Regions from separate parts of the Mus musculus genome. Here regions 2, 3, 4, 5, 6 and 7 are each linked to region 1. Evidence: chromatin contacts called from public promoter capture Hi-C data. All regions are on one chromosome and are shown on one strand. Each heading gives the region's core, a stretch centred on a gene start, on an enhancer-like site or on the middle of the called end of the contact. The rest is flanking DNA. Distances are from core to core; before and after follow the strand shown.

Evidence for each region. Promoter capture Hi-C pulls out the DNA fragments that hold promoters and counts their contacts.
Region 2: a promoter capture Hi-C map of embryonic stem cells shows a contact between it and region 1, with 7 times the contacts expected there. The contact joins the promoter of Fmnl3 here to the promoter of Acvr1b in region 1. A contact is called at or near these places in 2 of 39 promoter capture datasets (embryonic stem cells and pre-B cells).
Region 3: a contact with region 1 is called in a promoter capture Hi-C map of pre-B cells, with 4 times the contacts expected there. The contact joins the promoter of Calcoco1 here to the promoter of Acvr1b in region 1. A contact is called at or near these places in 1 of 39 promoter capture datasets (pre-B cells) and 1 of 484 Hi-C or Micro-C datasets (B cells).
Region 4: a promoter capture Hi-C map of pre-B cells shows a contact between it and region 1, with 2.6 times the contacts expected there. The contact joins the promoter of Gpd1 here to the promoter of Acvr1b in region 1. A contact is called at or near these places in 1 of 39 promoter capture datasets (pre-B cells), 1 of 115 datasets of contacts at active chromatin or transcription factors (embryonic forebrain) and 1 of 9 other capture datasets (liver).
Region 5: a promoter capture Hi-C map of pre-B cells shows a contact between it and region 1, with 4 times the contacts expected there. The contact joins the promoter of Lima1 here to the promoter of Acvr1b in region 1. A contact is called at or near these places in 1 of 39 promoter capture datasets (pre-B cells) and 1 of 484 Hi-C or Micro-C datasets (CD4 T cells).
Region 6: a promoter capture Hi-C map of hippocampal neurons shows a contact between it and region 1, with 2.2 times the contacts expected there. The contact joins the promoter of Prr13 here to the promoter of Acvr1b in region 1. A contact is called at or near these places in 6 of 39 promoter capture datasets (the HPC-7 cell line, cranial neural crest, hippocampal neurons and 3 more).
Region 7: a promoter capture Hi-C map of pre-B cells shows a contact between it and region 1, with 2.8 times the contacts expected there. The contact joins the promoter of Sp1 here to the promoter of Acvr1b in region 1. A contact is called at or near these places in 3 of 39 promoter capture datasets (the C10 cell line, neutrophils and pre-B cells).

What each region holds. Positions count from the first base shown.
Region 1 is chr15:101,172,425-101,176,157 of GRCm38.p6, reverse strand. Acvr1b (activin A receptor, type 1B) reads right to left here and starts at 2,086. Exons shown (of 9, transcript NM_007395.4): 1 at 1,923-2,086. The coding sequence starts at 2,013.
Region 2 is chr15:99,368,617-99,372,349 of GRCm38.p6, reverse strand. It overlaps Fmnl3 (formin-like 3), which reads left to right and starts at 1,868. Exons shown (of 27, transcript NM_011711.2): 1 at 1,868-2,173. The coding sequence starts at 2,048.
Region 3 is chr15:102,720,303-102,724,035 of GRCm38.p6, reverse strand. Calcoco1 (calcium binding and coiled coil domain 1) reads left to right here and starts at 1,858. Exons shown (of 15, transcript NM_026192.3): 1 at 1,858-1,989.
Region 4 is chr15:99,715,870-99,719,602 of GRCm38.p6, reverse strand. It overlaps Gpd1 (glycerol-3-phosphate dehydrogenase 1 (soluble)), which reads right to left and starts at 2,016. Exons shown (of 8, transcript NM_010271.3): 1 at 1,955-2,016; 2 at 1,274-1,451; 3 at 329-469. The coding sequence starts at 1,995. All of the region lies in intron 2 of Gm16537 (predicted gene 16537), which reads left to right.
Region 5 is chr15:99,873,816-99,877,548 of GRCm38.p6, reverse strand. It overlaps Lima1 (LIM domain and actin binding 1), which reads left to right and starts at 2,093. Exons shown (of 11, transcript NM_001113545.1): 1 at 2,093-2,216.
Region 6 is chr15:102,457,299-102,461,031 of GRCm38.p6, reverse strand. It overlaps Prr13 (proline rich 13), which reads right to left and starts at 1,862. Exons shown (of 4, transcript NM_001170911.1): 1 at 1,777-1,862; 2 at 886-924; 3 at 313-662. The coding sequence starts at 904.
Region 7 is chr15:102,404,314-102,408,046 of GRCm38.p6, reverse strand. Sp1 (trans-acting transcription factor 1) reads right to left here and starts at 1,731. Exons shown (of 6, transcript NM_013672.2): 1 at 1,625-1,731; 2 at 115-275. The coding sequence starts at 1,631.

The DNA.
Region 1 (3,733 bases), core at 837-3,336:
ACACCAAATCAGCAGGGAACTGACTGTTTCAAAATCTTGGAGATGCTAGAGGCAGGATATGAATTTCACTGGAGGGACTTAGAGATTTATTTATACACACATAACACGACAAACCTGAAGACGGAATGTCCTTATTTTTACCACCCTACTAGGGAAACAGCACTGTCACAGATCTCGAAACATGGCCCACAAGCCCCAGAGAACATTCTTATTTATGAAAATCACTCTCTCCCCACAAATGTAAGGCTGTTCATCCACCTTCGGCGGGGTTTACCAGTCTCTGCCGCCGCCGCTCAGTTACCTGTGACAGAGCAGCAGCAACACAGGGAACTCAGCACAGTGCCTAGCAGAAGCACTAGCCAGTGAACAAAGACCCCGCCGCCGACGCACAAGCCCCGCCACTCTGGAAGAACACATCAAAGACGGGGATAGTGAACTTGGTTTTGAGACTCCAAAGTAGCATGGTGTCTTCTACTGAGGGTCTGCGTTACTAAACCAAGACCCACCTGAGCATCTCGTGTGTGTGTGTGTGTGTGTGTGTGTGTGTGTGCGCGTGCAGATTAGAGCCACAGACAGACAGACAGACAGACAGACAGACAGACACACACACACACACACACACACACACACACACACACGAACTTCCATTGCTGGAAGGTTGGGGGCGGCTGAGAAGCCAAAGCAGAAGGCTTTGTACAATGGGAGCAGCAAATACAACCCCTAATTGTCTCACCATATCCATCTGTGGGTCAATAATCACTTCGATGCAACTGCCAAATATAACCTTCTTCTGTAACCCCAATGCCAAAGCACATTTGAGAATACTACCAGATGAAATATTTTAGGGTTTCACCGGCTCTTCCCAGCCTCACAAGCCTCATAAACAACACAGCCGGTGTAGTGTCCCACAGAAACGTCTCCACCTCTGTACTGGGAAAGGTGGGGGTGGGCCTGGCCACACAAGGCCCTTAAGGCTGGAAGGTAAGGGGTGTGTGTGGAGGGTGGGTGCCGGGAGGAGGGACTGTGTGTCAAGGCAAAAGTACTGACCAAGGGCCAGGGAGACGGTCCAACCGTGGGGGTCTTTAAATAATTGGGGGTGGGGGGGTTGGAAGCAGTTTTCAGGATCTCACCTGAAAAGCATCCTCGGAGTGATTAACTGAATGGGCCCCCTGGGGCGGGGTGGGGGAGGTGAGGAGGCATGCAAACACACATACACCTAGATTCAGATTAACAGCTGGGGAACTAGGTTTTCACAGGGTTGGAATGGCTCTGAGGCCAATCTCCAAAAAGGTTTAGGGGCCTGCTCGCCCCATTTCCTCCAAACAGCGTCTACAGGCATGGATATCCGAGGTGGGTGGGAGGGGGGTGCCCTGCAGAACCCAAGGAGCTGAGCGAAAGAAGGGGGAATGTGACTCCGGTGCCTAGACCATCAGGGTGGCAGGGGAAAGAGGGTAGGGGCACCCCATGATGAAGGGAGGCTTAGAGACCCCTACCCTCCTAGCCTAGGGTACGCATAGGCTCTCGGCAACAGAACACATCGGAGAAACAAGCCCCCCATCGTCGAACCCCACAATCTTGGCGGGAGAAAAGGCGCCCCCAGGAGCATCTGCTGGCAGGGAATAACCCCCCTCGCACGGACGCGCTGAAGGGCAGGAGCCAGGGACCTCCACATCTCGAGGAAGCCTGGGGTGGGAGCGGAGGGTGCAGGAGGCGCGACCCCCTGGGCGCCCCGGTCGGGCTCCGTCTGGAAGAGCGCGCGGGTCCCCAAGGCTGACCCAGCGCCACCCCGGCCCTCCGCGCCCCCCGCCCGGCCATATTGCGCGGCTGGGGAGGGGGCGCGCCCGAGCCCCACGGCGAGCGCGAGGCCTCGCCTGGCCGTCTGTATCCCGCGCCCCCCCCCCCCATCCCCGCCCCGGACTCACCCTGGATCCCCCGGGGCCCGGACCCGCCGCTGCCGGCGAGCAGGAGGACAACAAGGGGGAAGAAGGAGGAGGCTCCGGCCGACTCCGCCATAGTAACCGCCGCCGCAGCCCAGCAGCGCCCAGCGCGCGCGCGCGCCCCCGGCGCCTCTCTCCCTCCCTCCCTCCCTCCTCCCGCCCGCCCGCGCGCGCCCGGCTCCTTCGCTCCGCGCCGGCACGTGAGCTCCCGGGAGCCGGTGCGGCCGCCGCCGCGCGCGCCCCCGAAGGGCGGGGCCGGGTGCGCGCGTGCGCCCGCCTTAAAGGGGAGGGTCCCTGTTAAAGGGGCGGAGGCTCTCGCCTCGGCCAACCTCGCGCACCCGTGCGGAGCTGAGCCGAAAGCGGGGGAGGCCGGGTCCGCCGACCGACAGTCTCCCTCCTCCCTCCGCGGAGTGGCCGCGCCGGCGCCCGTCCTCCTTCCTTCCCCCAGCCCCGACCCTCCGGCCCGTTGTGTCCCGCTGGGTTCGTCGCCAGAGTCTCCTGACCGGCGTCCCCTCGAGGCTCCCTCCCGCTGCAGCGAGCTGGACACAACTACCTGTGCGAGCGAGCGTCTGTGTTTTCGAAATGTAGCTAGGCTGGCACGGCTGACAGCCTTGGTGAGGGTGCTGGCCAGGTAGAACCATTTTGGGAAACAATGTGACAGCACCTATCAGACAGCTTCACAAAACGCATTGCATTTGCCCGGCATTTCCTCCTGTCTGTCTTCAGGAAATAATGAGGCTAAATATTTACGCAAAATGTTCCCTTGCTTATTTATCATTGGAAAAAGCTGGAAACTAGAGAAGCAATCATAGAAGCTTAGATAAACTGTGGCTCACTCATGTGAAGGAGCACTAGTGATTAAAAATCGGTTTACAAAAACTAATGGCGCGAGGAAATGTTACTCCATGTTAAATGAAAATGTAAACACCAACCTTTACAATAAATTTTTGTGGATGATATGTATGCATGTATGCGTAGGAGAAAAGGGAACGATATTACTCAATATTACTACTAAGGTTTTCAGTTTGTTTTTGAGACAGAGTCTTATTATGTTGTCCAGGCTGGCCTCAAACTCACTGAGAACTGCCTGTTTCTGCTTCTCAAGTGCTGGGTCTAAAGGTGTGTGTGCCACAGAGGCAGGCTGAAATAATTTTTTGTTTCTCCTTTAAGTATTCCAGTAACTTCTAAATAGTTTCCAGATAAACATTACTTTCAAACCTAGTAGGAAATACTTATAAAAGGCAAATGATCCCGTATCTTTCTGAAGAGCTCACAAGAGACTTTGGGATCTGTATTCTGCTTCTGATAACCAACTAGGAGAAAACAGGCAACATCTTAGCCTTTCAAAGTCATAGATAGTTTCATGTGTGAGACCAAGGGATAGAGAAGACCGTCAAGAAGGAGGGAGGGAGGAGAGGCAGGCAGATCTCTTGAGTTCTGGGACAGTGTGGTCTACAGAGTGAGTCCCAGAAGAGCCAGGACTACTCAGAGAAACCTGTCTCAAAAACAAACAAACAAACAAAAAACCCAAACCAACCAACAAACAAACAAAGGTGGGGGGCGCTGTTCTGACATCTTACCTTATAATTGTCTCCAACACAAAGAACCCAAGGAAAACAGGACTTCTGGTCTCATTCCCCAGGTACAACACACAAACACACACAAGTAGAAAGTCAAACTGGTGCTTAGTGCATAGCTGGGTAAATAAACACCACCATTTTTATTCTTTTTACCCTCAATCATGACCTGCCCCCCAAAAGTAGCCTACTTCTCCAAGTCTGTCTTACTGGTCTACC
Region 2 (3,733 bases), core at 619-3,118, 1.8 Mb after region 1:
TTATGCTCCATGTTACTTGAGTATTCATGATAAACAAGTGTGCTCTTTTTGCTCACATATGTATCTTCAATGCTCAGAAAAGCATCTGACATATAATAATCTTTTCAAAAAAGCGTTTGTTGAATGAATGACTAAAACATTTGGGTGACAACTTGAGCGGTTGGATCTGGTTTCCAGTCATCTGGAGTCTGTGTTACCCTCGCAGCTGTTCTCCATGTACTAGCTTCATTCTCAGGCAGGTTGGGCTTGACGTGATGGCAAGGTAAGCAAGAATAGCTGTAGGTTTATGGGTTAACAATTCTCAAGCTCCAGGAACAGAGAGCCTCTTTCCTGACTCTTCCTTTACAGCCTTGACTAGTCCTACAGTCTCTAACATTGGGCAGTCTTGGGCCAAGTCCTGCTCCTTGATAGGAGCAAAGTCCAGCTGCACTTCAGCCAAAAACAGAATCTAGTGGTTCTCTAAAAGAGAACTTCTCTATCACCAGAAGAAGAGGGATAAAGGCTGACAGAAATGACAGAAGCCCATCACCTTGTTAGTAATGACAAGCCAGAGCAGAGTTGTTCTCCTATTTTCATACCAGTTGATAAGGTCTTATTCTAAATGCCTCTTTCACCTGTCTCTGTCTGTCAGGAAGAAGCCTTTCCCCTCCCTGGATGTCTGTGTCAAATATATCTCCCTCCCGAGTCTCTTTTGGATGGAATCCCATCCTTCCTAAAGCCAAGTCCAGGGAAGGGCATGCATGACCTCTCCAGAAAGCAGGCATTGCCACAGTGTGGCGTGCAGCAGAGTCTAGTGGTGAGCCAGCAGTCTTCGGTTCCATCAGAGCTGGAGGGCTGTGAGCAGCGGAAGGACCTAACAGATCGCTTTCTACCAAATCCAAGGCATTTACTTCCACAGTCTAACCTCTGTTCTCTGATATGCTGTTTGTATGGTTTACTGTTTGCATTGTACAGGAACTTGAGACCTGGAGAAGTCTGTGTAAGGCTCCAGAAAAAGAGATACCATCCTTGGATAATAAAATCCTCTGTGAGCCAGGCCGAAATGGACATTAGGTCACAGCAATCACCTTTTTAAAAACGTGCATTTTCTAGGTGTTTTTCCTACGTATCACACGTGTGAAGGTGTCGCGGATCCTTTGGAAATGGGAGTTACAGACAGTTGTGAGCAGCTCTGTAGTTGCTTGGAATGGAACTCAGGTCCTCCAGAGGGACAGCCATTGCTCTTAACAGCAGAGCCATCTCCAGCCCTCACAGGAATAATTTCAATCATTCTTTTTTTTTTTTTTTTTTTTTTTTGGTTTTTCGAGACAGGGTTTCTCTGTATAGTCCTGGCTGTCCTGGAACTCACTTTGTAGACCAGGCTGGCCTCGAACTCAGAAATCCACCTGCCTCTGCCTCCCAAGTGCTGGGATTAAAGGCGTGCGCCACCACGCCCGGCTAATTTCAATCATTCTTTCAAGCGCAAATTTCTCCCTCCAGTCGACAAAAGCTCAGAAGGTGGTGGTGTGACTTCTCCGGGGTTATATACATGGCTCTCACGATAAGTTGCTTTTTTTCTGAGACAGTCTTGCTATGTAGCTCAGGCTGGTCTCCAATCAAGCAGTCCTTCAGCCGCAGCCTCTCCAGTGCTGGAATGAACAGACCTGAGTCACAGATGGTGGTCTCCCTAGTGTTCCCAGTTAACTTTGCAGTCCGCGCTCTGTGGCTACATCCTCCAACAAACACAGCGATTGGATGCCCACCAAGGGCCACCAGGGCGCGCTCGCAGCCAGGCGCGAGGCCGCCGAGGGCGGGAGGCTCTGTGATTGGGAGGCGCGGCTGTCAGTTAGGCGCGGGCGGGGCGGTGGGCGGTGGGCGTGGCCTGCATGAATAAGGCGCGCTTCAGCGCGTCGAGCGCTTCGCCGCCGCCCGCCGGACTGCGAGGCGCCCCCTGAGGGGCGGAGGAATCGGGCCTGGGGAGCGGGCGCTGAGGGAGGAGCCAGGTCGGAGCGGCTGAGGGCCCTGGCGAGGAGGTGGAGGGCTGAGGCCCGGAGGAGGCCCCGCCGCGATGGGCAACCTGGAGAGCACCGACGGTGGCCCGGGCGAGCCGCCCTCCGTCCCGCTGCTGCTGCCGCCCGGCAAGACGCCGATGCCCGAGCCGTGCGAGCTGGAAGAGAGATTCGCCCTAGTGCTGGTGAGACCGGCGCTGCTGCCTTCCCGCCGCCCCCACAGCCCCCGCCGGGTCCCGCCCACCCCCGCAGCCCCGTCAACGCCTGGCCCGGCCGGCAGCTCGGAGCGGCCCGTCGGGGGTCGGGGAGGAGGGGTCCCCAAGCCCGGGACCTGCCCGAGGTCCAGACTCCTCCCTCCCCACTTCCCTCAGACTTCCCGGTCCGCTGCCGGAATTCCATTCCCGGGACCTCGCTGGTGGGACGGTTTCGGAAGCTGTTGGGTCCCCAGCCAAAATCAGGCATTTTTCCTCCTTCATGAGAGCGGGTCTCGCGTTCAGACCAGATGTTTCGGGGAGGAAAAGGGGGGATTGGAGAAGGGGCTGGCTGCCCATGGGGGTGGGGGGTGGGATAAGAAGCGATGCCATTCTACTTATTTCAGGACCGCCTGCAGGCATCCTGCTAAGTTATAGTGGATTTGCCTAGGCTGAACATGTGGATAAGCCATTTGACTAGACAGTTTTTTCCCCCCAATTGAAACAATACACAAACCATCCCGCCTGGTTTTTTATCCTCCCTCGTTTCATGTTAAACTTTGGTGACTGGTTCGTGTACCGTTGCTTGTGGTTCTTTGTAGTCCTTCTGTGGTTTCAAAAGGGATGGTTTCTAAAGACGAACTGATTCTCCTTTGCCCTGGGGCTTGGACGTTGATGTGAGTGACTCTGAATAGAGAGGTTAGTAGCAGGTATCACTGAGAGGAAGCTGGACCATGTTCAACATGAAGCTTTAAAAAAAAAATGAACATAACGCTAACAGATAAATCTGAAAAACTTGGGGAAATAGCTTTCACTTCTTCCCCCAAAGAGCTATTAGGAGATAGTAATAATTCTGGTGTATTGTTGGTACGGTCTGAAGGACTGACTTTGCCCGTGAGGAGGGATAAGTTGTAGACTTAGCAGCCTTATTGGATTTCATCTGCCTTGGAAGAGGGAGATTAGATCTGTTGGCAGCAGTGGAGCTGTCTAGAGATCCTGGCCTCTGCAATGTGGGGAGCCTCACATCATCATCTCAATGGCACCAACTTGGACTCAGAGAGAGTCCAGGATGTTCCACAGAGGTGTGTCAGGGGAAGCAAGAAAGGATGGCCCCTGGCAGGCGCTTAATATCAGGGCACACCCGGAGGGGATCAATTATGACCTTCAGCTGCCCCAAGGAAGAAGGAGGAAAAAAAAAAAATCAGTATGCTTGCACACCTGTGATGTATCTGCACCACCTCCATAGAGTCCCTGGTTTAAGGCACAGGGCTGGGTTAGGACTCCTGGAATCAATGTTCTGTGTAAATCACCTCAAGCTCTCCAAGCTCTGCCTAGGTCTTTGTGGATCAGATCATGTGTCTGTACCAGAAAGCCAGGAGTCTGTGGTCTTGACTCAGCGGTGATACAACTTTCCCAGTCAGAGTGTTTTCCGGAGGAGTGTAGGGGGTGGGGCTCTGTAAATACAGTGGGGTTTGGAAAACCTTCATCTGACAGGAGCAGGCATATCCTGTGACCAGGTGTATAGCATAGGATAATTGCCTTCCTCAGATTTCT
Region 3 (3,733 bases), core at 609-3,108, 1.5 Mb before region 1:
TCCGGCATAACACTAACACATACTTGTTGAATGATGGGGCTTCCCGTTGCCACGTGCCTTCACTGAGCACATAAGAGCTCAGTGAATATTTATCCCCTGACTAACACTGCTTCTTACAACAACAGAATTTAAAGCCACATTAATACAGTGCTGACTACTGGAACTTGAACCCTGATTCTGCCACTTAGCTGGATTAACCTCACGAATTACTCAGCTGTCTGAGTGTTGCTCTCATTACACGTAAAATGGGGATGATAATAGGGCATACGTTATGGCTGTTTAAAAACGCTGTAAGCATCCCAAACATGGAAGTTGTTATTACCTTAGCTCTATTTGAGACTGAGATTTTTACAAGCTTTCATTCTGAATGCAGACAAAATAAACATTTGAGACTTGAGTCTTTGGACAGGCTTCACTCGTAGCTAACCCAGGACCTTGAACTATCTCCCCATCCAGCAGCTTGTGCCCTAACTCATAAATCCTGACTAATGACACAGACATGTCATCTTAATGTTTGTGCAGCCCAGTGACTTAATGCTTGGAGATCTTCAAATGAAAGGCACCCAAGGACAGCATCAAATACCCTATTCAATCTTAAAAGGAAAAAAAAAAAAAAAACTACCAAAAAAAAAAAAAAAGTAAAAGAAGAGGCGCCGCCAGAACCTACTGCCACAGATAATTAGAATGGACCCAACCAGGAGAGGACAGCTGTCTTTCCGGCATAACTATTTATTTGTGAGACAGGGTCTCCTGTGTAGCCTGAGTCAGAATCGAAATCTCCAGGATCTCCCTGCCTCTGCCTCTTCAATTGCTAGGGTTATAGGTGTGTAGCATTACATCTCACTTAATCCTTTAATATTGAGAAAGGGGGGGGGGGTTGAACTCTTCCAGGGTTGGAGGCCACCCACAACGATGAGGACGGTTCAAGTCCTTAAGTGACTGCGGTGTGGGAACAGTGTGACTCTTTCGCCTATCAAAACAAAACAAAACAAACAAACAAACAAAAAACAACCCTATAGCAACAATTGTATTGTTGCTCTAATTAATTTAAGCCAGTTAAAAGGCTTGGGCAAACAAGCCTCTCTAAGTAGCTTGTTGTGAGCTGTGGCAGTCCTGCCAAGCTCTCTCTTCAACCGCATGCTTTTCATTCCACAGCCTAGCCACCATTTCAAGCTATGTCCCCTAATCCTAGCCCCAGAAGCCACTCCAGGGGGAGCACGTGCAGGTGTGGTATGTGTGTGTGTGTGTGTGTGTGTGTGTGTGTGTGTGTGTGTGTGTTATCGGACCCCTTGGCATGGAAATCTTCTCAAGCTGGAACCAAACAGTAAGCTTTGAGACTTTTACAAGCTCTGTCAACCCTGAAGTCAGAACAAGCTAAAAATAAATAACCACTACCACCCCTGTGAGTTTCCCCACCCACAACATGGTGGCTGTAGCTCGTAGCTTGGGAGAGGCCTGGCAGAGTTCTACAGTTTCATAGCCCTGACCCTAGAGGATTCCTTAGACAAGTTTTTTCTTTTGTAAGTAGATATAACACTACAGCCTATCTTGTAAAAGCGAACAAGAAGGCTGTGCTGGAAGCGTTCCGCCCCACCGAAAAGAGCTGTGCAGAACGCGTTAAAGCCGTCAACTCTCCCACTAAGCATGCTACGAACCAGCAGCCTCCACTAGATCAGCCTGCCCTTTCTTAAGGAATCATGGGCCGTGAAGTCCTTTGGAAGACACACCCTCCTGAACTGCCTCGGGAGTAAGAACTACATCTCCCGGGATGCCACGCTGAGTCCATCACCGCCCCGCCCTCTTCCCCGCCCCTCGCGCGCAGCCTCCTGGGACATGTAGTTCCACAGGTAGAAAAGTAGACAGTGTCGAGTCATAGAAGAACCACAAGCCCCAGAAGCTCTCGCGTCACTCTTCCCCTCCCCTCCTATAGTCGGAGTGCTGTTTTTGTTGTTGGTGAAAGGTGAGGGGAACAGCTGATCCGTCCGTGGGGTAAGAAACTTGGCCTAACTGAGGGTGGGCTTACGCGGGGGTGGTCAGCCCGCTTCTCAGCCTGCGAAAGGCTAATCCGAGAGAACTGTAGAAGAGGACGGTAGGAGCGTTTAGGTTTTAATACTTTACGCACTAAGGAAGCCTCCCCCACGTTTCGGTTTTGTTGGTTTCAAGGGGGGCCTTGAGGAGTAGCCCGCATTGTCCTCACTTTCTTGCGGGGCCTCCTCAGTAAAGCTCGATCCGATTATGGAAGCTTGAAGGGACTGAAATATTTGCTTAATCTTTTCCAGGCAAGTCTTTGCCCTCACAGACCTTCTCTCTCTTACCCAAATCCAAAGATCCAAAGGCCTTTACTACGCTGAATCCCTGAGGGGAAAACTTCCAACTTGTGGAACGCCAAAACGCTGAGAGCCCTACAGTGGAGAGGGGACACACACACACACGCACACACAGAGAGGGAGAGAGAGAGAGAATGCATTTGAACATCAGCATCTGACCACATACACTTTCAGTTCTGAAGAATATCTGCAGCTGTTACAGATTGTCTTTGTGGGAAAGGAGGGGTTTGGGGTTCTCAACGGGTAGAACTTTAGAGACAGATCTCACTCTAACCTAAGAAGACTTATATTGAAGAAAACACGGAGTAGCTGTAATGAGAGATTTTTCATAGATGAAAAAAAAAAAGCCGACAAAGAAACTGTTTCCTATTGCATTGCTGGCCCACCTTTCCTTCTCCATGGAGTGTTTAATTTCTTTTAAAGTTCCTCCCCCACTGTCTCAGCCTGGTGTGGGTTTGTGATGTTTGGGGGTGTGCATATGACTAGTGGTGATGTCTGATTGGACACATCAGCTGCACCTGACACAGGAAGCAGATGTGTGGGCTAGAGAAAAGGGCTGCCTCCCCGCTCTGGACTGAGGTGTATTTTTTTTTTAAGTTAATATACAGTGAGTTTCATTTCAAACATGTACACCATCCATACTTTGTTCTTATTCATCTCTGAGTACTACTCTGTTTTAACTTTTTTTTTTTTACTTCTGTGTGTGTGTGTCTGTCTGTCTGTGTCTGTGTGAAGATAGGTGTACAGAAGTCTGAGCACAGCTTGGGGATATCAGTTCTCTTCTCCCAACCTTGAGTTGGTGGCAAGCACCTCTACCCACCCAACTATTCTACCCCCTGAACTCTTGATTGTTGTTGTTGCTATTATTATTATTATTATCTATTTTCCAATTAGTTCTCCCTAGCTAACTCCATTTTATCTGCTTATCTCCTGCCATTAACCCAAACATATGTCAAGATTTGGACTCTTAGAATTGAGGCTAAGAGGAGCCAACAAGAAAATGGGTATAGGGTACTGGAGCTGGGCTAACACCCAAACAAATCATTAGCTTTCTAGCTCTGCTCCCGTCAAGATGGGGGTGGGGGGGGGGAGAATGTTTCTCGTTGATCTCTGCCTTTTCTCAACGCCGAATGTATATTTCCCCTTCTCAGGGCCCCTGACTTACCCTATTTCTAACCTGTTTCCCTGCCTAAGGGCGGGGCTTTCCTGGCTCCAGGCCCCCACATTCCATCTCTGCACACCACCACCTTCCTACTGAATATTTCACTCCACCCTTGAACTGCCACCTCCAGAAGTTTTGATTTCCTGGAATAGAAGTTGAAGGACAGAACCTGTCTTTCCTATTATCCTCCCCTTCTCTAGCCTTGGAGGAAAGCCAAAGCTCGCCTTCTTCTGCTTCCCTAGAG
Region 4 (3,733 bases), core at 767-3,266, 1.5 Mb after region 1:
GGGGGTTGGTTTTTTTGTTTTTTTGTTTTTTCGAGACAGTGTTTCTCTGTGTAGCCCTGGGTGTCCTGGAACTCACTCTGTAGACCAGGCTGGCCTTGAACTCAGAAATCAGCCTGCCTCTGCCTCCCAAGTGCTGGGATTGAAGGTGTGTGCCACCACGCCCAGCCCCAACTGCTTTCTTTACTCTCTCCAAAGCCAATCCCTCCCATCTCCATCCGGGTTGTCGGTCTTGTTCTGTATATTCTTTTATGTGCTCTTCTATCTACCCCCACACCCCACAAAAGTTAGCTGCACCTCACCCCCAAACATGCCAAAGCGTCTCTGGTACCTTAATAAGAGATATGCCAATAGTATTGGCCTTCAAGTGGCCCTTGAGCTGGTCACAGATCTTGCCAATGAACTGATGGGGTACCACAAAAACCAGGATGTCAGCGCCTGTTGCAGCCTGGACCACGTCTGGGATGGCCACCTGTGAAGGAGAGCAGAAGCTCTCGTGTGCCTGGTAGACCTCTCCTAGTCCCAAGGGGACCCCCTTGCAGAAGATCTCCAAGCCAGTGTTAGGGGAGGGAGGGTTTTTGAGACTTTAACAGGAACTATCAGAACTTCTGTGTTCCCTGTCCCCAGCTCTCCTGGGGCACTGAAGCTTCCTAGAACACGCCTGCCTCCACGCTGCCACACGTTTAGCCCTTGGCTATGGGTCAGTGAAGACTGCCAAAGGCAGCCTAGGCCTGGCAGGGGGAAGAGGCCAACTAAGATTTCATCACTGCTGCGTCTTAGGGGCCCGAACTTGGCAGTGGGAGCCCCAGTCTCCCTGCGGACTCTCTGTCCCCCCTTTCTAGGTGAGGAGAATGCCATATGGATTTGACCAAAGACCAAAAGTCCAATGATCAGCCTTCAGATCTGCTAATAACCAGTGAATGAGTAACAGGGTTAGAGTTCAGGGCAGGCAGGAGAAGTTGGACCCCGAGTCCGGGAGCCTGAGAACCAGCCTTTGGTTGCCATGGAGACCCCTCTTTTCCACCTAGCACCTCTAAGGGGTGGTACATTCAGATTCCAGAAAGATTCCAAAAGAGTAATATAGGGGCTTAATGGGGGAGGGGTACTCCAGGCCTAGAGCACCCCGCCTGCTGCTCCACCAAGCCAGCGGGCGCCTACAGTGGCCTCCTCCCCTCCTCTGGGAAGGAGGCACCTCGAAGTCACTTTTGCGTGTTGACTGAGTATACCCTTTCCTTGCCTCGCTCTCTCTCTCTTCTCACATCGAGTTGGAGCTCACCACATTGGGGGGCAGCTTGTGCCCTGGCAGGTATTTAACATTCTCGTGCTGAGTGTTGATGATCTCAGTTAGCTTTCTGCCCCCGATGTCTTCCTCAAACACCCACATGGTCACCCGTGGGTCAAAGTGTGCCAGCCGGCCTGCATTGCTACCCACGATCTTGGCAATGGCTGAGCCCCTGGCGGGAGAGGAAACACAGGAAAGTGGACTAGGGTGACAGGGAGGAGGGGGAGGAACTCATAAAGCTTGTTGGATTTTTTTTTACCTCCTGCCTCTCACTCTCACGTCACTCCGCCCCCCTACTCCCACCCTGGTCCCCTATGATGAATGTGTCTCCCACAACTGGCAATAGAAGATTCAATCTATCCAGTCTTTGCTGCTGGGGAGGTGGGCTAGCCTTCCCTACACCGCGCAGGCAGCTTCTCAGGCAGGGAAGGCAACAGCACTCTGCTCACCTTCCTGTGGTGAACAGGTGCAGCGCCCAGGCGGGCACAGCCGGGAGGCTGGGCACAGACTGTCCTGTGTACCGTAAGCACTGGAGACGGCAGCAGGAGTCCAGCTGGCTCCTGAGGGCATTTCCTACCCTCTGCCCGCTTCCTGCTCACCCAGCCTCCCTCCGCGGAGCCCCTCAGCCCTCGGAGAGCCCTTCCCTCCCCCCCTGCCCTTCACAGAACCACTCACCAGTTGCCAGAGCCGACAATGCAGACTTTCTTGCCAGCCATGGTGCTGCTTGCTGCTTCTCTGCCCCGGCGGGTGTGGGCTCCGAGTATTTAACTCCACCACACGTGGGTGCAGCCAAGCTCCGCCCCTGAGGTGGCCCAGAGGCTGGCACCCAGGGACTAGGAGTCTGGCCTGCAGAAAGGGTAGTAAAGGGGACAGACAGGTGGAGAACAGGACTGAGGCTGAGGCCAGGCCAGCTTTTCCTCTCGAGTTCCCAGCTGACAGTGCTGGCCAGCTTCTTCCCTCGTTTGGCCTCGGCTTAGTTCTCCACCTACGTATTGGTATTGAGTCTGGTCAAGAAACAGTAACACCCCCCCCCCCCCAGCTATCACACCCCCCCCCAGCTATCACACCCCCCCCCCCCAGCTATGCCTTCAGTCTCCAGCACTGAAATAAACTGCAACTGACAGGGCTCGGCATGGTGGTGCATGTCTTTAACCCCAGCGCTTGGGAAGCAGAGGCAAGAGGGTCTCGATGAGTTCGAGGCTAGTCTGTTTCAGAGAGAGAGAGAAAAAAGCACTAGCGTCAGCAACAGCGATGTTTTCAAAGGCAAACGCCTCATCGCTCTCGCTAGCTAGCATGTGCCTCCCCCAGATCCTCAGCTGTTCCACTCCCATGATGTCCCATGATGGTAGCTCCACCACGGGCTCTGGGTGAGAGGATCAAGGGATGTGAGCACCTTCTAGGGAATAATACTACAATACCACATACACAGTAAGGGGCTGCTTTGGTGTATACCCCCACCCCGACCAAGGATTAAAATATCTCGGGAGAAAATGGACATAGTGGTGCACACCTTTAATCCTGGCGTTCAGGAGGCAGAGGTAGGTGAATCTCTGTGTGTTTGAGGCCAGCCTGGTCTACAGAGTGAGTTCCCAGATAGTGGGGGGGGGGGGGTTACATAAAGAAACCCTGTCTTGGAAAACTAAAAATAACAAGGTCATCTTGGTTACTTGCAGGTCAGGGACCCACAGGTTGCCCCTTCACCTCAGATAATCTCCGTTTGAAGGTCTCTAAAGGGAAGGAAGGTCAAAGGCCACTGGTGACACGTGGCCCACCCACACTCCTTCCAGGCTTCAGGAAGGGCAGAAGGTGGTGGCCAGCACATGCTCCTGGATAAGCCTGATCTCCCTTCAATTTCTTCTCTCAGGCTCTGCTTATCCCACAGGGACCCTTAAATTAAACAGCTGGTTACAGTCTCTAGACAGGGCCAGAGAAGCCAGTTACAGCAGCAGCCTCTAAAACTCAAGGGTAGCCATGTCTCCGCAGCTCTGTGGTCTCTGATGCCGGTGTGGGTGTGTAGCTTTGGGGGAGGGGGAGAAAGGCAGGCCCATATCCAGCAGTTTGGGCTCCATGGCACCCACAGACATCTGTTTGACTAAGAGGAGGAACTCGGGTTTCCAAGTCACTCTGGAAAGCGCAGCGCAGGCTTCTCGCCCTCCAGTGCTGCACCTTGACCCACAGGGCAGGCGCCACTGTATGCTCATGTGCAGACCTCCTGGCTTGGCACACCACTAATGGAGTGTTGCCACCCACCCCCCCAGGCTGCCCCTGGCCAGGGACAGTAATCAGCACTAGGTTAGAGGGGAGTGTCACCAATGCCACCAGCGGCGAGGAGAAGTGGGTAGGAGGTCAGGATTGGAAGCATGTCTTTTTCTCAGCTCGGGGATTACACAGAGGCAGCCTATCATGGTCTCGCGGCCAGGCAGTCTCTAATGATGGGGAGAATCACTGAAATCA
Region 5 (3,733 bases), core at 844-3,343, 1.3 Mb after region 1:
TAGCTGTCTTCAGACACTCCAGAAGAAGAAGTCAGATCTCGTTACGGATGGTTGTGAGCCACCATGTGGTTGCTGGGATTTGAACTCCTGACCTTCGGAAGAGCAGTCGGGTGCTCTTACCCACTGAGCCATCTCACCAGCCCCCAGGCTACACATTTTTGTTGTTGTTGTTGCTGCTGTTGCTGTTGTTGTGGAGAATGGACTCCTAATTGGCTCGGTCCTGTGTTTTCTATTGAGGGGATTCCGTATACAACAGAGTGAGTTTGTTGAAGTCCGGTCCCATATTGGTAACACATCCTCTTTAACATTCTCCTGTCCCAGCTGGTTTTGTGTGTCAACTTGACACAGCTGAAGTTATCACAGAGAAAGGAGCCTCCCTTGAGGAAAGGCCTCCATGAGATCCAGCTATAAGGCATTTTCTCAATCAGTGATCAAGGGTACGAGGGCCCATTGTGGGTGGTGACCAGTTCTCAGGCCTTGGATTATTCATGTTTAATGGTGTTAACACAAAATAAGCAGGCCATTAGCCTAAGGTTATTTTTGTACCAGAAAGTCCTTCTAACTGATTAATTCTGAATCGAGACAGCCATTCACAGATAGCCAACCAGTCAATTGGTTATATAACTAGGGAGCTGCCATGTGACCGTATCAAATAAAGCAAAGCCAATATCATTACTTCCTTGTTCGGCTTATGAAGCTCCTTTCCCAAGCTGTTAGAGAAGTTTGCTGATTTCCCGTTTAAAAAAACAAAAACAAAAACAAAACCCTTTTAATCTTCGAATAAAGTTAATTTGCTTCTTTAGTACATTTATCCAGAAATCAGTCTAGGTTAGATTTTTGAATGATATTCTATCCTTGGTGAATGGCTCAATTCCTTAAAACTTGTTCATCAACAGCTTTTTGTAGGTTTCTTGTTTTGTTCCTTTTGGGTTATTCTCACTCTGTAACACTGGACATCCAGGGACTCAAGGCAACCATCCTACCTCAGTTGCCAGGATAAAGGCCACATGTCCTGTGCCCTTTGCCAGTGACTGCTTTAGGAGTTGAACAAATCTTTCTACCACTGGCCCTTATGATACTAATCAACACTCACATGAAAAGCCTCAGAATTCCTTTCGTTTGGTATGTCACTAGACCTCAGGAAAGGATACTATCAAAAGGCTTCGTGCAGAGAGGAATGGTGGTGGAGCCAAGAATCTGAGGGCTGGATGGCCACATGCTATGTCTCCTCATGATCTATTCAGACCCTCACATTCCTAGTGCAGAAACAGAAACAGGTCTTGCAGACACTGTTGAGAAGTGCAAGCCCACTCTAGGGTGTGTGCTACTACCCTTCTCTTAGAGCCTCTTTTAAAAAAGACTTTTATTTAATCTTATTAGTATGTATATGTGTGTGAGTGTGTGATGTGTGTGCAGTTCCTCACGGACGCCAGAAAATGGTATCAGGTTCCCCAGGTGCTGGAGTTACGGGCAGTTTTGTGAGCCAACAGCTCAAAGATCACTTCAGCTACACTGTGAGTTCCAGGCTAATCTCAGCTACATGTGATGACCCTCCTCTGTCTCAAAAGAAAATGAAGGAAAACCACCCGTTGTTGAAAAAAACAAAAAACCAAAAACCAAACAAACAAAACCCATAGCTCTTGGAGAACTTGGACACCACCTACTCTTATCTAATCCTATCCTTTCCTGAGGAAACTCAGGTCCACTGAGGTGAAGTGATCCAATGTAGTCTGAGCCAGGCCTCTTTGGCAGCTCTTTGCAGCACAGGGCATGGCCTCTCTTAAAATACCTTTCCACAGAACTTACCCCGACAGCACCAGGAACTTCCCTGAAGTTGCACTTAGACCAGATTTCTGGGTGAGTCTCAGATCAAACTGCTGCAATCTCTAGTCAGAGAGAGATAGGGTGAGCCAGAAAGGGGACACGACCAAGTTGGAGGCTGACACAGGAGCCACGCCTCCTGCAACACCACCGCTACTAGGGCGACGCTCCGGTCACGAGTTGAACACGCCGCCGGGAGCGAGCACGTTCGCTCCAAGGCCGCGCGGGAGGCGGGAGACGGGCGCGCCTCCGCGGCAGGGGGCGGGGCTCTGAGCGGGGCCGGGGCGGGGCCGCGGAGCTGAAGGTGCTGCAGCCCAGTTGCGACAGGTGCGCTGGGCAGACAGAGCGCAGGACCGTGGCCGTGCAGCGCCGAGCCCCGACGGCTTTCTAGTCAGGTAAGCGCTTCCTCTCGCCTCGCCCTCCGCAGCCTGCATGCGCGCGGAGACCCTGCTGAGCCCCGCACTCTCCCCGCGTATTTTGAGGCGGTGGGTAGCAGGAGCAGGAGGCTCACCCCTTGGGGTCCACGTTGGAGGAGCCTCCCATGCTCCGCCCTCCCTTCTGGGAAGTCCAAGGGACTGAGACTTCGCTGCCTGGGCCCCTGGTCTCGCACGGGATGGAGGGAAAGTGGCATTTCATCAAAAGTTAAAACACCCTCTTAGGGAGGTAATCCTGCCACTCTTTCCTTCTTCCACGCGGCCGTTCCTTTTCCAATTTTTCTCCCGTCCATTCCTCCAGATGAACTCTGGTTAAGACTTAACATCCTTCCGAACAGTTCCTACTTGCTGTGTCCTTCCCAAATCGCTATGGTGTACTTGAGCTGGGATCCACTGCTCACTCGCATCCGTAGGTGTTAATATTAGGTAACTGTACACCCCTGGCCACACACACTGGAGCTCGAAGTCGTGGGTGCTAGGAGCGAACCATCTGGCACCCGTCCTAGCCTTCTTATTGGTGCTCACAACAATGAGTTTAGCTGATCCTGGTGAGAGATACTGATCTGCTATTGTCTTGCAACTAATTCCAGCTCTCAAAAATCTGCCTAATCCAAATGGTTCTGTTGACTTTGCAAGTTAGCCGAAGACTGTGAGGTTATGTTTTTAAGACGTTGACCTTTGGAGGGCAGATCATCCTTGGCACGGAAGTGGGTGAGTGGGCTACTTTGTATCTACATAGTTACTGGTACAAATACCTAGTCCAGTTAGTCTATGGACGACCAAGTGTGATCATGTTTAGACAGCCTTCAAAAAGCTATAGAGTTAGCAGGAAAGAACAACTCCTCCTCAGTCGTTGTCTTCTCCTCCTCCTCTCCCTCCTTTTTCTTCTTCTCTTCCTCTTTCTGCTTCTTCAGAGAATCCCTGACTAGCCTTGAGCTGGCTATCTAGCTTTGGCTGCCTGAAATATGGCTGCCTCTGCATCTTGAATGTTAGGATTAAAGGTGTGCTCCACTGTCCCTGACCTTCAATATATATATATATATATATATATATATATATATATATATATATATATATATATATATATATATATATATATATATATATATATATATATATTTTAAAAATTACCATTTGTGTGATGTGTGTGCATGAATACCAGCCATCGTGCTATGGTAGGCTTGTGGAGGTCAGAGGGCAGCTTATAGGAGTTGGTTCTCTCTAACTTAGGATTTGAGGATCAAACTCTGGTCCTTAGTCTTGTGCAGCAAAGGTTTTCATCTTCTGAGCCATCTTGCCAGCCCAGAGAAGTTCGTTCGTCCTTTCTTTCTTTCTTTCTTTCTTTCTTTCTTTCTTTCTTTCTTTCTTTTCTTCTTCCTTCCTTTCTTTCTTTCTTCCTTACTTTCTTTCTTTCTTTCTTTCTTTCCTTCTTTTGCTTTTTTACATTTATAGTGTGTGCATGCGCGCGTGTGCGCATG
Region 6 (3,733 bases), core at 613-3,112, 1.3 Mb before region 1:
GAAGTTACTGGGAAAGAGTTAGGTAAAGAAGGTCGAGGGCTTTTGGCACAGAAATCCTCCCCGCACCCCTTCACTTTTCCTTGGCAGATGGGAGTGATCTGATGCCTCAATATTACTAAACTCCTTTCAGGAGGATCCCCTTACTTAAAGGAAAAACCATCTACATCTGCTAAAGCGACAAGGTTGCGGGCTACCGCTCCCACACACCATCGCCTGTGCCCACAAACCGTGAAAGTCCTTCCCCAACTCCTGATCACCCCTGGTCCCTCTGAACGGAGCTCCTTCCCCAGCCAGGCTCCAGATGACACTGACCTTCCCGTGCTTGTGATGCTTGTGCGACTTCTTATGAGCTTTCTTCATTTTCTTCCGAGTCTTCTTGTCTATCACGATTCCGGGACCCACCATGCCAGGAGCCGGAGGATTCACGGGGCACATGCCAGGAGCAGGTGGTGGGTATGGGGGAGGGTAGGGACCTGAGGGTTGGTATCCTGGACACCCTGGTTGTGGTACAGGATAAGGGGGACGACACGGAGGGAAAGCTGGGTTTCCCTGGGGAATTCCGGGAGGACAGGGGCCAGGGGGAAAGGCAGGATTGAGAGGTGGTGGACAGGCAGGATTGGAACCTCCTGGGCACACAACTTGGGGTGGATATGGATTCGGTCCTGGAAGAAGAATCCGAGAATAAAGATTAGAACTGTCCGGAACCTCTATCAACACATAATACAAATCACTACCGTTCTTAAGCCTTATGGAAAGGCAGAACTTGGTAACTAGCAGTGGTCCGGTGGCTTTGCTTTTGCTTGGGGCTGCGGGGATAGATAGAAACTTCCTGTTTCATTGCAAAATGGGCTGGGGCAGGTCAGAGGAGAGCCCCCAGGAACTTACCAGCATTAGGATTCCACATGTCGAGATGTTAGCTCAAGCCTAGGAAGTAAACCAGGCAAAGTCTGAAGGTTCCAGGAAGGGAGGAGGATTTTCGAGAACCCGAGCCCCACCCTACAGCCTCCACCCTACCAAGACTCTCACAGATAAACCTCCACTTAAAAATGGGCTGCACTCTGGAAACAGAGGCAGGTGGATCTCTGAGTTCCAGACCAGCCTGGTCGAAAAAGAGTTACAGGACAGCTAGAGCTACCCTGTGTCAAACCCAAAACAAAAGGAAATGAAAAAAAGTTCCCTGCTGGGCGTGGGGGTGCACACCTTTAATACCAGCACTTGGGAGGCAGAGGCAGGCGAATGAGGCCAGCCTGGTCTACAAAGTAAGTTCCAGGACAGCTGGAGCTATACAGAGAAACCCTGTCTCGAAATAACAAAAACAAACAAACAAACAAAAACAAAACAAAAAAAAAAGTTCCCTTTTTCTTTCCCGCATCCTCATAGCCTACTCTAGCCCAGGATTTAAATCACAGGAACTCTCTTCCCAGGGCCCCTCCCACTTTCACTATCTCACCTGGATGGAGAAGTCTCATTTCCCTCTCCCTGGAAAGGGACCGGAGGCCTTTAAGCATCCGTAGTGTGAGATGGGACCTAAACTCCCTGCTCGCCCCGGGGGCACCCCTGAAGTGAAGCTAAAATAAACAAATAAATAAAAATAAATAAATAAACAAACAAATAATCCCATCCTGAATATCAAGAAAGACACTCCAGGTCCCAAAACTCTTAGAACACACACACAACCCCCAAAGAGCAAATGGAGTTCTTAGTTCTCAGGAATAAATGGATCCCTGGCCCAGCTAAGAGGAGAGATGGAATTTGGGAGGCCAGATGCCCTGTCACCTTCCCAGATCGCCAGCCCGCTCCTGTCCTCCTTCTCAGTCTGGGTTCGCACTTCCTGGTCACTCCTATTCATTCTATACTTCCGCACCGCCCCTGTGACCTAGTTAATAATTATGTGATCACTTTGACACGATGATTGGAGAACTGACTTGTCAATCGCTGTGGTCCAACTAAACAAGGAGGAAACCGTTGCGCTGGCCGCCAGGCGGAGCCTTAGGGAGAAAACATTGCGTTGTGAAATACATACAGGTGAAATACGGAGACGCAGCGGAAATGCTCCTTAGGGCGGGACCGAGGCGGGGTCAGCTCCAAGCAAGGACCTGAGCCAACGAGATAAACTCTCACTGTTTTTTTTTGTTGTTGTTTTGCTTAAATTTTAAGATTTTTTTTTTTAATGTGTATGAGTGTTTTGCCTCAGTGTATGTGCACCAAGTGCCTGCTTGATGGGTAGACTTGTCTGTAACCTAGCATTTTGGAAATGGAGGAAGAGAATCAGAATTTAAAGACAATATTAGCTTCTTAGGGAACCCTACATAAAACCTCAGAGAGAGCTCTGTCATGATGGCACAACACCTTTAGTCCCTGAACTCAGGAGGCAGAGGCAGGTGAATCTCTGAGTTTGAAACCAGCATGGTCTGCATAGTGAGTTCCAAGACAGCCAGAGCCACACAGACCAGCCCTGTCTCTGACTCGGAAAATAACAACAAAAACAAACAAACAAAAAAAGGCCTCAGAGAACAAAAGGAGGAAGTTCTGCTGAGTCCCAGCCCTGGGCTTCAATGTTGCCAGCTGCTAGAACCACAGCCTGTGGTTCTTTTTTTGTAGAAAGATAAGAGACAGGGTTTCAATGTGTTCAGCAGATGGTGCAGTTATAGTTTCATGTCATTGTTCTGGGTAACTAAGTGAATTCATTTTTGGTTTTGATGTTTTTGAGACAATCTACCAGTATGACTTGGGTTGACTTTGGATGAAAAGCAGTCATCCCATATCTCTCTCTCTCTCTCTCTCTCTCTCTCTCTCTCTCTCTCTCGGGTGCTAGAAAAACAAAAGCAAGCCACAACTCTCAGAATTTTTTTTTTTTGGTTTTTCGAGACAGAGTTTCTCTGTATAGCCCTGGCTGTCCTGGAACTCACTTTGTAGACCAGGCTGGCCTCGAACTCAGAAATCCACCTGCCTCTGCCTCCCGAGTGCTAGGGTTAAAGGTGTGGGCCACCAAGCCCAGCTAACCCCAGCACTTTGCAGATAGGGCTTACAGGATCCTGAGTTCAAGGTCACCCTTGGCAACACAGAGAGTTTTAGGTCATCCTGCGCTACATGAGACCCTGTTCATAGATAAAATGATGAATAAATCAAGGACTTTCCCACAAGCCACACAAGGCCTGGACCTTAGCTGTCTACATTCCTCTCCCCACCCTCTACACTTTTATTTTATTTTATTTTATTTTATTTTATTTTATTTTTTTTTATTTTTTTTCCAAGACAGGGTATTCTCTGTATAGCCCTGGCTGTCCTGGAACTCACTCTGTAGACCAGGCTGGCCTCGAACTCAGAAATCCTCCTGCCTCTCCCTCCCGAGGGCTGGGATTAAAGGCATGCGCCACCATGCCCGGCACTTTTATTTATTTTTGAGACAGGATCTCACACTCAGTTTAGGATGGCCTCAGCCTGCTATGTTGCCAAGATGATCTCAAACTTTTACAAATATTTACAACAATTTTTATTAGGTGTGATAACTATTCTTGGTTGTCGGGACACACCTTTTTTTTTTTCTTCTTAACCTGAAGTAGGTGAATAGATTACTTAATCTAGATTTTGAAGTGGGAAGACACACCTCTAACCTGGGCCATACCATCTGCTGGAAACCTAGATAAGGACACTGAAGAAGGACACTTTGCTCTTGGCCAGTTTGTTCTCTCCTGGAAAGGAAAGTCCATTTCTTTACCGGCATTAAAGCCTA
Region 7 (3,733 bases), core at 482-2,981, 1.2 Mb before region 1:
CTATCTTTCTGAGTGTACTTCCCTACTGTATTTTTCTTCCCAGAATTTTTGGTTAAGGAAGTTTCTAAGAATATTTATACCCTTTCAACACATTCCCCATCCTTGATCACTCACCTGCCCTCCTCCGCCACCACTGCTGCTGCTACTGCCTGTGCTGCTGCTTCGAGTCTGAGAAAAGGCGGCACCGCCACCATTGCCGCTACCCCCATTATTGCCACCAACATCTTTTTCAATCTTCACCACAGCTGTCACTTCATCCATGGAGTGATCTTGGTCTAAAAATAATTACAAAAGAAATAAATTAAGTGTATGTGTGTGTGTAGGGGGGGGTGTGTTAAAAACAACATAAGATTTAAAATTAAGGATTTGACCGTCAGCAATGACTGACAGAACAGTTTTTAAAAAGATCTTAGCCAGATAGGTCTAAATATGGTGGTAAGCCTAAAATCCCAGAATTTGGAAGTGGAGGCAAAAGTTCAAAGAAATCCTCAGCTACATAGTAAATTGGGATGCCAAAGCCATAGACACATAGCTTAATGGTGCCCAAGACAGGCCACTATTTTCCTATGCACAAATTAACCCCAGAAATGACTCAAAAATTGCTTTGGAAGCTAGGCATGGTGACTCACACCTATAATCCCAAGACTTGGAAGGATGAGCCAGGTGGTTCACCAGTTCTAGGTCTTCCAGGCCTACAGAGTAAGAACTGATCCCAATACAAATAGCCCTTTTGAGAAAGGGAATTTGGAATTTCAGTGTCTCAGAAATAAAGAGTTGCTCCTTAGGGTTGATAGCACTCTTAATCCCAGCACTCAAGAGGAAGAGGCACCTAGACAGCTAAAAGTCTGAGGGCTGCAATAGTAACTTCGAGTTACTACGAATACCACATAGAACCTATCTCAAAAAAGAAAAAAAAAAAAAATGCATCCTGGAAGGAAAAGGAGACCCAACATGTGGGTGGATGGAAAGTGTGCTAAAATTAGGACTATAAGAGATGAAGAAAGATCTAGTGTAAACAATAACAGGAAGGGACTGAGAAAGAGTAAATCCTAAGAGAAGGTGAGGAAACATCTGAGAGGACAGGTAAGGGTCTAGGGATTAGAACCCAGGTTTGGGGCTGAGGAGGCGGTCCAAAGAAGGAAGGGGCGGTTTCGGGGATAGAGGCGTGGCAAGGGCGGGTCGGATGGGGGAAGGGAAATTTACGGGGGTGCGGGGGAGGGCCCGGGGCAGGCTGCGACCGGAGGGCGGGCGGACCGGGGAGGCGGTTGGCCCAGGCGGGGCCTGCACTGGTCGGGCCGCCCCCGCGGCGCCAGCCCCCGACGGGAGGAGCCTCAGGCGGCCGGCCGGGTAGTGGGGGGTAAGGCCCGTCCCTCGTGGCCGGGGCGGGCAGGGGGCGGGCGAGGCCACGCTGCCCCCTCCCCCGGGGCGGGTAGCCCATCCCCCTCCTCCTCCGAGGCCCCGCCACTGCCCCTTCTCCCTCCCTTCCCTCCGCCCCGGGCGGGACCAAGGCCGCCGCCGCCGCCTCCCGCCCGCCCCCCCTCACAGCGGGGACCGCCCGGTCGGTCCTCGCGCGCGCCCCCTCACTCCCCTCCCACCCCTAGGCTCGGAGTGGACTCATCCTTACCGCTCATGGTGGCAGCTGAGGGGCGAGCTCAAGGGGGTCCTGTACGGGGGGGTTGGGGGGGGCCGGGAAAAACGCGGACGCTGACGAGGCAAGCGAACCCGGACCGGACAGGGAGGGGGGGGTAAGGAGGAGGGAGCAGCGCACCACAAGCCCGGCCTAATCCCCGCCCCTTATCTACTGCCCCGCCCAATGAGGGAGGGTGAAAGGAGGGCCTTGCAGAGGAAAGGCGGGCTGCCTACCCAATGGTAGGACTCGCTCTCTCGCTGAGGCGTGTAAGAGCAAGTTGCGTACTTGGTTTCCGCCCAGAAAGGCCGCCCTCTCAGTTTTAGCAACCAATTAGAAACTCAGGAAGTGGTGGTGGGCGGGATGAGATGACGATGGACTTGCAGAGAAACCAGTCAACCTCCAGGCGGGCTCCGTGAGCGGTAGGGATAGGAAGAGCTTAAGTAAGAAAGACAGGACAACGACCAACCAGAATCCTGGGCATGCCTGGGCAAAGTCCGTGTAGGGGGAAGAGTAAGAAATAGGCCGGAATGGGATAGGAGCAAGCTTCCTAAACCAATCAGAATTCAGGCGGGCAGTTAAGAAAGTTCTGATTGGACGATAACTGAAAAGAGCCGGAACAGGACGCGTATTGACGTGAACGAACAGCCAATTACGCGCCGAGGAGAAGGTGGAGGCTGGAACTTGGAATGGGGAGAGGAGAACAGGCTTCCTCCTCCGATACTCAAGCCAATGAGGCAGCGAAGGCAGCATGGCACCGCCTCTAGCTTTGGCCAATGGTCGTTACAGGGCCGCCCATCCTGAGGAGGGAACCGGGCTGTGCCAAAAGGAGTTGGTCGCCATGTTGGCCCTCCTCGGGAGGCTTCCTTCCCTCGTTAGGGTGTGCGCTTGAGTGGAGCCCTCCACAAGTGTCAGAGTCGAGACGCGTGAGGGCGAGAGTGTCGCGTCGCCCGAGACTGTTCGGGTTGTCCCTTCCCCGCTCCTACACAGCACCCCTCGAATGTCACCCCTGCCGGGATGGGCGGGCGGCTCCCCCTGGCCGTGGGTGGAAGCCCTGCGGCGGCGGGCGGGACGACAGCTTGGTGACGGCACGCGAAAACCCAAGTCGACTGAGCTGACCAATATGGAAGTCTTTCGGGAAGATGTAGCAAGCGCCATTTTCTTAAGCTGCCCCAGACCTGCTAAACCAACTCAGCTTTCAGAGTAACGCACGCTGGGGAACTTCGTGAAGCCAAGCTCTCATAAACTACTTCCATTTTCCCTCTTAGTAGAAAGCACGCTAACCTAGTTACTTCCTTTTGCAATCACAAAGGTTAAAGATTTTGCCTTAGGCACCTCAATCTCTGGCCTCCATTTCGCCTTCTTTCTCCTCATTTAAACTTTGTCACTGACTGGTGTCACCACGTTTAGTACTTGGAACTAATACAGTTAATCACTTAATGTGTCCTACTTTACGGGCTGGATGCTCCTGTAAAAAAAGGGAAACACTTTAAAGATAGGAACCGAGGCTCTCTGCTCCTTTGGAGATGGCCTTGGAAATGTGAAGTGACAGCTGAGATACCTGGTTGTCCCAGTTAAATAGGCATTTAGCACTGATTATGACAAACTCAATGTAAGGCATGGTAGTACACACTTTTAGGACCCAACTCTGGAGGCAGAGGCAGGAGGATCTCTTCTAAGTTTGATGCCAACCTGATCTACATACTGAGTTTCAGGACAGCTAGGGCTGTGCAGACCAACAATGTTTCAAAACAACAACGAAAATTAAGACGTTAAGAAAAATATTCACCCGGGCAATGGAAAGCAGAGGCAGGCAGATTGGATTTCTGAGTTCGAGGCCAGCCTGGTCTACAAAGTGAGCGCCAGGACAGCCAGGGCTACACAGAGAAACCCTGTCTCGAAAAACCAAAAAAAAAAAAAAAGAAAGAAAGAAAGAAAGAAAGATATTCAGCATCAGAAATATTAAGTGGAGAAAAATTAATTTGAGAAGTAACATGCCCAAGATTACAAAGCTAATAAATAATAAGTTTTGTCCTAAAAAGTCCTATATAGCCTCATATGGTGACAATTCCTGTAATTCTGTACTTGGGAGGCTGAAGCAATCAG